Regions from separate parts of the Astyanax mexicanus genome. Here region 2 is linked to region 1. The links are chromatin contacts, called in public Hi-C maps. All regions are on one chromosome and are shown on one strand. The core of a region is the stretch at or near the end of the contact, and the rest is flanking DNA. Distances in the headings are between cores, read along the strand shown.

Region 1 (4,597 bases), core at 571-3,070:
TGGTACGGGTGGATCTGGCACAGCAGTGCTGCTGGAGTTTTAAACACCTCAGTGTTTGTCTCTACTGGACTGAGAATAGACCACCAACAGTGTCAATTTTTGTTTGATTATTTTTGCAAACTTCAATATTACAAACAAGCCAACATCCCTTAAAAATGTTACAAAATAAATAAAAGAAAAACCTTTTCTGTACCATGGCTGATTTATTAATAGTAAGCTACAGAAAGTATATAAAGTGTTGAGAGCTTAAATTACATAAAGGAAATGTGGCCAAAAAGCATACGGTAAAATAAATGATTTTAATAAACTCTACCAAATACCATCTAGTATTTCTCCTTTTTTAGAGTATGTAAGAATCAATCAATGAATCAATCAAATCATCACTGGGAAATCAAAACTGTATATCAAAGTAAATGGACCTCATTAAAAGTGCACAAAAAAACGATCTAAGGTCACCACTCATTTGCTGTCTAGTAGAATTCAGTAAACCTTAACTGATCCTGGAACAGCACTTTTCATCACCACTGTAAAGAGATCTGGTTAAAGAGGAGTTCAGACAGTATCTTTACAATGAAACATTAAACACCATTGAACTCAATTTGAAGAGCTCTGCTTGTGTCCAATGCTGAAATGCAGCAGAACAGATCAGTGGATATCCCATATGTCATATTTTTAAAAATTCCACAACATAATAATGCTGTAAAATACTGTAAAATGTAAAGCAAATTACGTATAATTTTATTTGCCAGTAAAGTACAGTAAACTTATGATTTATGACTGTAAATATATACCATAATCATAATAACTATAATTTTAAAAGGACTACCAACAAATCCCAGTAGTGACTGTAAAATATTCAACATGATGCATACCCATACATATACAGCTCTGGGAAAAAAAGAGACTACTCAAAAATGATACGTATCTTTGATTTTACCAAATTGAAAACCTCTGAAATATAATCAGAGGAACATAGATGATTACAATCCAATCAATTGAACTTCAAGCTGAACTGCTTGAATTTTTGCACCACTTGTGGCATTTTTGCATACTCCTAAGGCAGTGTGTAAGACTGGTGGAGGAGAACATTTTAAGAAAACAGTGATTAAAAATCAGGGTTACTCCACCAAATATTGATTTCTGAACTCTTAAAACTTTATGAAAATAAACTTTTTTTTTGTTGCATTATTTAAAAGTTTGAAATCTCTGCTTATGTTTTGTTATTTCAGCCATCTGCCTTTTTTTCTGCAAATAAATGCTGAATTAACAATGTGTTTATAGCTAAGTGTACAGTACATGTTTAATTAGAGTATTATCTTTCTTAGATACTAAGATCATTTTATTCTAAAATAATTGCTCTGAAATAAAACTGCTGTAAATGTACTGACTGACTTAAACTACATACATAATGTGCAGATTCTGTAAATTAATCAAAATATATAGTTGTTTAACATGTAAAAGTCGGTTTCTTTTCTCTTTTTAAAGGTAAAAGATGGATTAAAGCTGTAAAACACAGCAATATGCAGTGAATTCTGAATACAGGAAGCTATTGAAATGTTTAATGTAAAAATTACTGTAGTTGTTTACAGTGAAGGCAGCTCAGCTCTCAGTGCTGAATTCTGTTTAAAACCGTTTCTACACACACACACACACCATACATTTAAAGCCATTGCTTAAAATTCCTTCACACAGACTCACCTGCGCTGCTGGGGTTGAGTGTCTAGGCCATGCTGAGTTGCTGAGTGTGAGCTGAGGCCGGGCGGCTGAAAGGAGCAGCAGTGTGTGTGTGTGTGTGTGTGTGGAGCTGCAGGGTCTGACTGACCTGTGTAAAAAGTTGGGAGTGGCACTGCTTCCGTAATGCAGCACCACGTGAGCTTATTATCAACAATACATCTTTTCCTGCAGTGACGTGAGGTGTTATATGAGTTAATACACAGCTAGTACAGGTGTATACACGCTCATAACAAGGTATATCTGTCTTTCAAAAGCCTAAAAAACGTGACCTTTCCAAAATACCTCCAAAAAAAAACTCTTCTAAATACTGTTACCTCTTCTAAATACATGTGTGAAAAGTATTCCCTAGTATTTAGACAGAAGTATAGATACTTCGGTTTTATACTCAAGTAAAAGTACTTGTTTCAAAACTATTTACAGTATAAAAGTAAAAGCAATGTAAGTGTGGGTTCTGTATTATATGTTCAGTGTTTTGTGCTACACAAATAAATTTGATTTGATTATTTTCTTTGTGTGTAGAACAACACAAAAAAAACATTTTTTCACCAAAAAAAAAAATTCACATACCTTCAGGCAAAACTCTTTGAGCTTTTTGGTAAAGCACGTAATTCTACTGTTTACCGAAATGGGAATGAGGCCTACAAAGAAAAGAACACAGACACAGTAGCTACTGTCAAATATGGAGGACATTCAAATATGTTTTGGGGTTGTTTTGCCACCTCTGGCACTGGGTACCTTAACTGTGTGCAAGGCATCATTAAATCTAAAGACTACCCAAGGATTTTGGGTCGCAATGTAGGACCCAATATCAGAAAGCTACAGGAAGGATTTGCGTCCTAGGTCATTTAGGTCTTCCAGCAGGACAATGACCCTAAATATACTTCTAAGAGATGGATAGAAGAGATGGATGGAAACAAAGAGCTGGAGAGTTCTGAAGTGGCCAGCAATGAGTCCAGATCTGAATCCCATTCAATACCTGTGGAGAGCTCCTAAAATTGCTGTGGGGAGAAGGCACTCTTTAAATATTAAGAGATCTTTTTCCAAAGGATGTGCAACCAAATATTACATTGAGGGTGACAATAATTTTTTCCAGCCCATTTTTGGAGTTCCGCATGAAATTATAGTCATTTTGGCTTTTTTTTTAACCTGTTTAGTTGGGTTATTCCAATACACAAAATGGAAATAAACATGTGTATCACAAATCGTGTAACTGTGATAATTGTCTGGGAGACATACTTCATTTTCTTCTATCTGTAATGTTTACTTAATCATGGATGTTGATCGATTAAAACAATTAGCCCATTAATTTCACAACGTGTTGTAATTCGTTGCATTTTCCTTCTTACCACTAAAACTTTTAATAATGCATATGGAAAATAAAATAATAAATGTAAGGTAGCCACACAGGGATTTCCTTTACAAGCAAACGTGTTGGTTTAATAGTATTTTTTTTGTTGGGTATGAAAAAGTCTTCAGGAAAATGAACAAGGAAAGAATGATAGTTATAGATCAAGTTATAGATCAGGTATGTAATTACAGGTGTGGTCTGAATAGACAATGGGTCTTGCCACAAGAGGGTATAATAGTGTTTCCCCCGCTGCCCTATAAAAGGCTCTTGGAGTCTTGAAGACTACTTTTGGGTAGTAAACCTATTAGTAAGAGCTTGTTTACTTTTGCCTCTAAGCCCATTTTGCCCAGTTGACAAGACTTTGAGAGGGAAGCAGGACAGTCAACAATCTAGTCTGTCTATAAGACAGGCACAATACCTTTTGTTTGCAGGGAGATCACAAAAGAGAAATATGGATCATTAGTCACTGGAACATCATTATCTTTAGCAAATCCAGGTTGTTTGGGGTCCGATGGCGTTCCTGTTCCAGTTAAGTATGAAGCCTAGTGGTCAGGGTTTCAATTCTGCCTTTGCTGTGCAGCAACACACTCACTGTTCCAGCTGCTGCTGTGATTATTTGGAAAGTCATCACATACAACAGTCATTCACCACTAGTAGTCATACAAAGGACACCAAAAGCACAGCTTTATATAGTTTAATACGTTGTACTTTCTTTGGACAATCTCTAATGTCATTCAGGTTCTAATATAGACACATGTATATACTGTGTAGATACAGGCCTATTGCAACAAGTCAAGCAAAACAATCAATTTGCTAGGGCCTGGAGCTGACCTGGAACCACCAGACAATGATGGGGTATGAATTGAATGCAATCGAAAACTGTGAGTGCCCCTTTTATATACTGTGATTGTCAACGCAGAAAAGAATTTCTCTTCCACTAATTGCAGAAAGTAGCCAGTCAGCCAGGTTTGTGATTCCTGCAGCTGGTAAATTATGAACTATGAAACTGGAGCAATTATGAAGCAGAGTTTTTCCATAAATTTTCTCAGTGCCCAAATGCCTTGAAACGGCCCTGTGTGTACAGCACAACACTACACAAACACAACCAAATAAAGCAGGCCTGGGCAAATGTTTTTGTACAAATTTATTACTTGGAAAGTGAAGAAGAGACTTGTTTAAGAAAGGCACAGAGCAATGCAGAGCATTATTACAATTTGGTCCGTATTACATGTGGAGTATTGGATGGCATCATGCACTGACTTCCAGTCTCTCTAGAGCTTTGCACCCATAGAGGTGTTTGATTTACACATGATATGTTTGGCAGTTTTATTTGGCATATTAAAAGTTTACTACTTTTGGTCCCTCAGTCTTGTTTTTTGCTGTAGGTTTAAAAATGGAATTAATAAAAAAAAGCCCCCCCAAATTATAATAATAAAAAGTACAATAAAATTCTTCAAATGCAACCTTCATTCAACAAAAAAAAATCCATTGATTGACCAGCAGATGGCAGACTAT
Region 2 (5,295 bases), core at 1,097-3,596, 44 kb after region 1:
AGTACGGCAATATTAGCTTTTGCATCAGTGGATCATTTAATTTTGTGTTTACATCCCACCCACAAGACAGTAGTGTTGTAGTACTACTTTAAATCCCACTGTTCTGATAAGATACAAGATGAACTTCATGTTTAAATGAGATAAAGCTATCTACCCTGTCATGGTAACATATCATAATAATTAAAATGATCTTAGAAACGCAAAATGTATGTTTGAAACAGAACAAGGTTACAGCAAATAATTTAACATGTCTGGAACTCCAGATCAACCATATGTTCATTGTCCTTGTTGTCCTTGTTCTGCAGTTTGCCATTACAGAAAATAAAAAGTTAAAATAAAAATGATTAAATCAGGATAATTGCTGTGTTGTCTGAAGTTGTATACGATTATAAATAAGATGACGCCAAAAGGCACAGTATTTTGATAAATACCTGATAATTGATTTAAAGTTCAGGGTATTTCAGAATATTTAGTTCATTTAAATCCAGACAAAACTGATATATGTTTATTTACATTTGTGAGAAACCGTTTGAAAAGCAGTTGACATAAATGCAGATACATTAAGACAAATAGTGGCAGGTGAGAATGCAGGACTTCTCTCAGGAAGGAAAGTGTGGTGACTGCAGAAAAATTATATATAAATACAAATCCTGGCCCATGAGGAGGCCCACTGCTTGGGTCTAATATGGGTTTGTTTATGTACAGTTATATGTACCGTTACTCCAACACTACAATTATGCCAGAGGTGGCTATACACTCTCTAAAAATGGACCCAAGGATTTTAGTGATGCCATCGAAGTACCAGTTCCCTATAGAAAACAGTGTTTCAAACAAATCCTCAAGTCTCTCCGAGACAATCCACATTTTTGCTTTTAGCATCTGAGGTAGGTTTTGGGACTCGGCACAGGACCTCTTTGTTAAACATTAGAAAAGTTGCAGCTAACATAATAGCTCCTGGCTATAGAATTAGATCAGGACTGATGTATTACGTCTAGAATTTTAATGTGTCTTAATGTGTATATTAGTATTATCTTAAAACTTTATTTAGCACAACTTTATTTTAAACATTTTCTTTTATCATTTTTAATAACCTAATAGAATAAAATTTAAATCTGTTTTTCGGGTGTGACATGAGTCTGTTTTGGAGCAATTAAATGTGTGTGTGTTTTTTTTTTTTTGCACTATAAAGCGCACGGGATTATATGACACACTTTCAATAAACGTCTATTTTCTGGTCTATTTTCATACATAAGGCGCATTGGATTATAAGATGCATTTTAATGTAAAATTGGTAAGGAACAGGGGTGTTTTCTTCTAATTCAGAAGGTCTGTAAACCTGTAAAGCTAAGCTAAGTAAACAAAACTGTAATTCTTAAAATGAGCACTGGATGTTAATCTACACAGATTTCTCTTCTGAAAACTGTTTATTTGCGCGAGTAAAGCACTTCTGTTTATTTACAGTAAGCTTAGATTTCCAGATTTCCACTAAAGCTAGAGCATTAGCGGCTACCTGCTAGTGTTTAAAGTTAGTTAGTGCTAATGCTGCTCCAGCATTGCTAGCCGGTGTTAGCAGCAGACTACAGGCTGATCATACTCACCTGTGGCTTTACTGCTCCTTACAACCTGACTGGTAAAATTCATACAAAAGGCGCACCAGATTATATGGTGCAAAAATTAAAGGATCTCAAATGAAAAATATGGTATGTTGGTATGGTATGTATATTTTATCTTTGGGATCAAAATTTATATCTATTAACATAAGGCACACTTTAACTCCTTGGATTGCATTTTATTTTTATTCTACTATTATTATTATTCCATATCTACAAGCAATTTAGTGTGTAAAATGTTTCAGTTTGTACATAAAAATGATTGATTACCTACTATATATTCAGTTATTTAAGTAACTTACGTGGTTTGATGTTAACGAATGAAGGAATAAACCTAGTCGTGAGCTACACAGCCTTTCGAATGGAGATTTTTCAGCTGAAAGGAAAATACATTTTAACACTAGGCTTAATTCTTGTCCAGGAACTGCTGCAAATGGTTTACAGGGTTAATGTACTACTTATGTTTTCTAAATTAAATTAAACCATCTAATCAAATTCTATTTCAACTTAGTACATTTCCGCTAGTTTGTGTATAGTGGCAGAGTTTCAGTAGTGCAATGTATCTAGTAACACCAAAACCCCAGGAATAAAGCAAACTACACTGAAATCACAAAAAGAACATCACCACGGTGCCTTTAATGTGGGAATTAAAGAAAACACACACTCTCTCTTTCTCTAATACACACACACACACACACACACACAGAGTTCGTCCTGACTGCTCAAATGTCAGTGTATGACTGAGAGGGCCTGAATAGCAGTGCTGGAGTGCTGGAGGAGAGGTGGTGGTTTTGAGGGAAGCAGGGAATTGCAGCTGGCGATAAGACAACACAGAGAGAGAGAGAGAGAGAGAGAGAGAGAGAGAGAGAGAGAGAGAGAGAGAGCTACTCCAGCAAGAGTCAAGCTGAGGTTCCTCCCACAGGAAACCGTAGCTGGTTCAGCATGACCTTGTATGGTAAAAATTCCCCCAAATGCTGGCTGGCTGGCTCAGGCCTAGTGGTTAAGATATAACTGGATTTAAAGCAACAAGAGCTGAGGGAATACACCACAACTGACCAGCCTGAAGAGACACAGCCATGCTGAAACAAAGTACCATCACAAAGAACCGCAAAAAGAAAGTGGACAACAAACAAAATTTTCCTGAACAGTAGAAAAAAAGCAGATGTAATACAACTATTTAGACAAAAAAAAAAAAAAAACGATGTAAAGCCCAAGTAATAACACTGAGACTTCGGTGCTACCCCTTGTTTTAATAAAGAAAAAAAAAAAGGAAAAGCTTGGGAAATGGGTTGTACTGCATATCCTTCATCAAACCCTGCACTAAAACTGGGCAGGGCCTCCTTTTGCTCTCAGAGCAGCCTCAGTTCTTTTGTGGCATGGATTCCACAAGACGTTGGAAACATTCCTTTGGGATTCTGCTCCCTCACACAATTCCTGCAGATTTTTTAGGAGAATGCTTTGATTCTCCCATTCCACCAAATCCCAAAGAAATTCTACTGTTTTTTTTTATGTTTTCATAGTTTACCATCCAGTGACTTCCAGTGGGAAAAGACCACTGAAGAGTGCTGAACTCATTTTCACGTTCATAAAACTAATAATTCTGCTACTTAGTTAGTTGTAAGTTTGAATGGATCTCAAATCCAGTGGATGTTGGAGATTCCCATGCTCTTCATACCTTCAAGTCAAGTTTTAATTTCTGGAGTTGGAGTCTGAAACCACTGCCCTAATTTATGTGGTTGAAGGGAGGAATGATCTACTTTCAGCAGCACCATCTTGTGCCTAAATACGTGTAGTACAGTTGAAGAGGGTATTGGAGATGCTGGATTTTTAAAGACAAGTACATACAGTGGGGGCTACAGTCCGAGAGACCATAGTGAAAATGAGATTTTTTTTTAAAATAACAAATGTGAAATAAAGAGGTTTTCACACACTGGCTCTTAATAACTTGTGCACTTGTGTCAATAAACACACACTTGCGCACACTTCCAAACACTAAGAAATTTTGTAACACTAAGTAAAATCTGACTATTACTTTTTGATAAAACTGACGTGCTGAATAATATTTGTTTAATATTAATCAATCATGTCAATCATGGGTTCCTCTTCCCAAATCTGAGGTTTATTCCTCCTAGTATGAGGGCGAGCGTTTTCTTTCTTTTTTTTTTTTATCACTGTTGCCAACACCTTGCCACGGTTGGCATTATCACTGTGGTGAGGCTCTGACCTATATCTCTGTAAAGCTGCTTTGTAACAACATTTGTCATAAAAAAGTGCTGTATAAATAAAATGTATTTTACTGAATTGAATTATCAGTAAATGCAGATGTTCAACTCTCACACAGATATTCACAGTCTTTTAAAATGCCACATAAAGCACTTTAAACTATTAAACCAAAGTTAAACTCAACATCAGGACTGGGTACTGTAGAAACAGAATACATTTAACAGCTTTACACAATCGGGATACAAAAAAAAAAATAACTGTAATCCAATAACAATGACTAAGTTATTATCCTACAGTTACATAAAAAATAGGGTGATTACAAGCAAGGATTTCATTACAGCCTAAAACAAAACTACTCTCAGACTGTATTCACAATAGCAGACAAGTAACTACTCATTTTCTATAGGAAGATGCGATTTGTTAACATGATCTGGCAACAAATAGCAACAGAGACACAATGACAAAGTGATCATGTCTTAATGACACACACTAAGTTAAATGCTAATGGCGACCCCGAGTGGAGAATCTTAAGCATGCAGATGCTATTCCAGCACACAGCACAATACAAACTGGATGTAAACCAAACTAGCATCATTTTAAAAAGTGAAAAAGAAAATATCATTCTTCTGACCTTCCTGCATTAAATATTACTCCCAAATGCAATGTAATTTAAAGAATAATAATAATAATCCTATAATAATAATTTTTATTATGATATACATTGTTATATACATTAATATAATATTTAAAGATGAGCTAGCGCTGATAGTTATTTGATTAGCTGCTTGCTGGACACTGTTTAAATCTTTCTGTTAAACAAGTGTGCAGGTGTTATTCTGCTTAATATTTTAATATTAATGGTATTAACCACTTTTTTATATGTTTAAGAAATGCCCAATTTCTTTTTAAAAATATACACCCCTATTAAACATTTGAGAAGACACTTTGTGGTATAATTAGAACGCAAACCACAAATGCAAAATAATAATAATAATAATAATAATAATAATAATAATAATAATAATAATAATAATGAAAGACACAGTGACCTCTAGTGGATTTTATTAGCCTAACACATCTGCCACCAAAATAGCACCGTCTGGTGCTCAACACTCAACACTTCACTTTTAAGAATAATAATAATAATCAAAATGTGTTCTACCAAATGCTTGACCAGACATTGAAAGGTTAATTTATAAGAGAAAAGTAATAGTCAAACTTTAACATTATTTTTAGTGTTTGGAATTGTGTCCGCGTGTGTATTTATCATGTATTTTTCATTTCATTTATCATGTATTGTATCTAAAATACAATAACAAATTCTTAAAAATTAAGCAATATATTATTGTAACAAGCGCTGAAAAATTCTATTTTTGACAGTGCCTATATACTCATACTTTAGCAAAATAGACTGTTTTTTTTTTTTTTTAACAAATAGTTAAAAGGACAAACCACTGGATGG

Evidence for each region. A called contact is a pair of places that touch in the nucleus more often than the background predicts.
Region 2: a contact with region 1 is called in a Hi-C map of muscle, with 12 times the contacts expected there. The contact joins the enhancer-like site here to the promoter of hsh2d in region 1. A contact is called at or near these places in 2 of 3 Hi-C or Micro-C datasets (both in muscle).

Annotation. Positions count from the first base shown.
Region 1 is chr16:13,378,816-13,383,412 of AstMex3_surface, forward strand. It overlaps hsh2d (hematopoietic SH2 domain containing), which reads right to left and starts at 1,821. Exons shown (of 6, transcript XM_007252606.4): 1 at 1,699-1,821. tpm4a (tropomyosin 4a) reads right to left here. Exons shown (of 9, transcript XM_007252611.4): 9 at 4,212-4,597.
Region 2 is chr16:13,422,300-13,427,594 of AstMex3_surface, forward strand. No RefSeq gene overlaps it. Among protein-coding and RNA genes, the nearest start is that of tpm4a, 8.7 kb to the left of the region's middle. Within about 2 kb of position 2,347, the one cell type or tissue checked has an H3K27ac peak away from gene starts, as active enhancers do.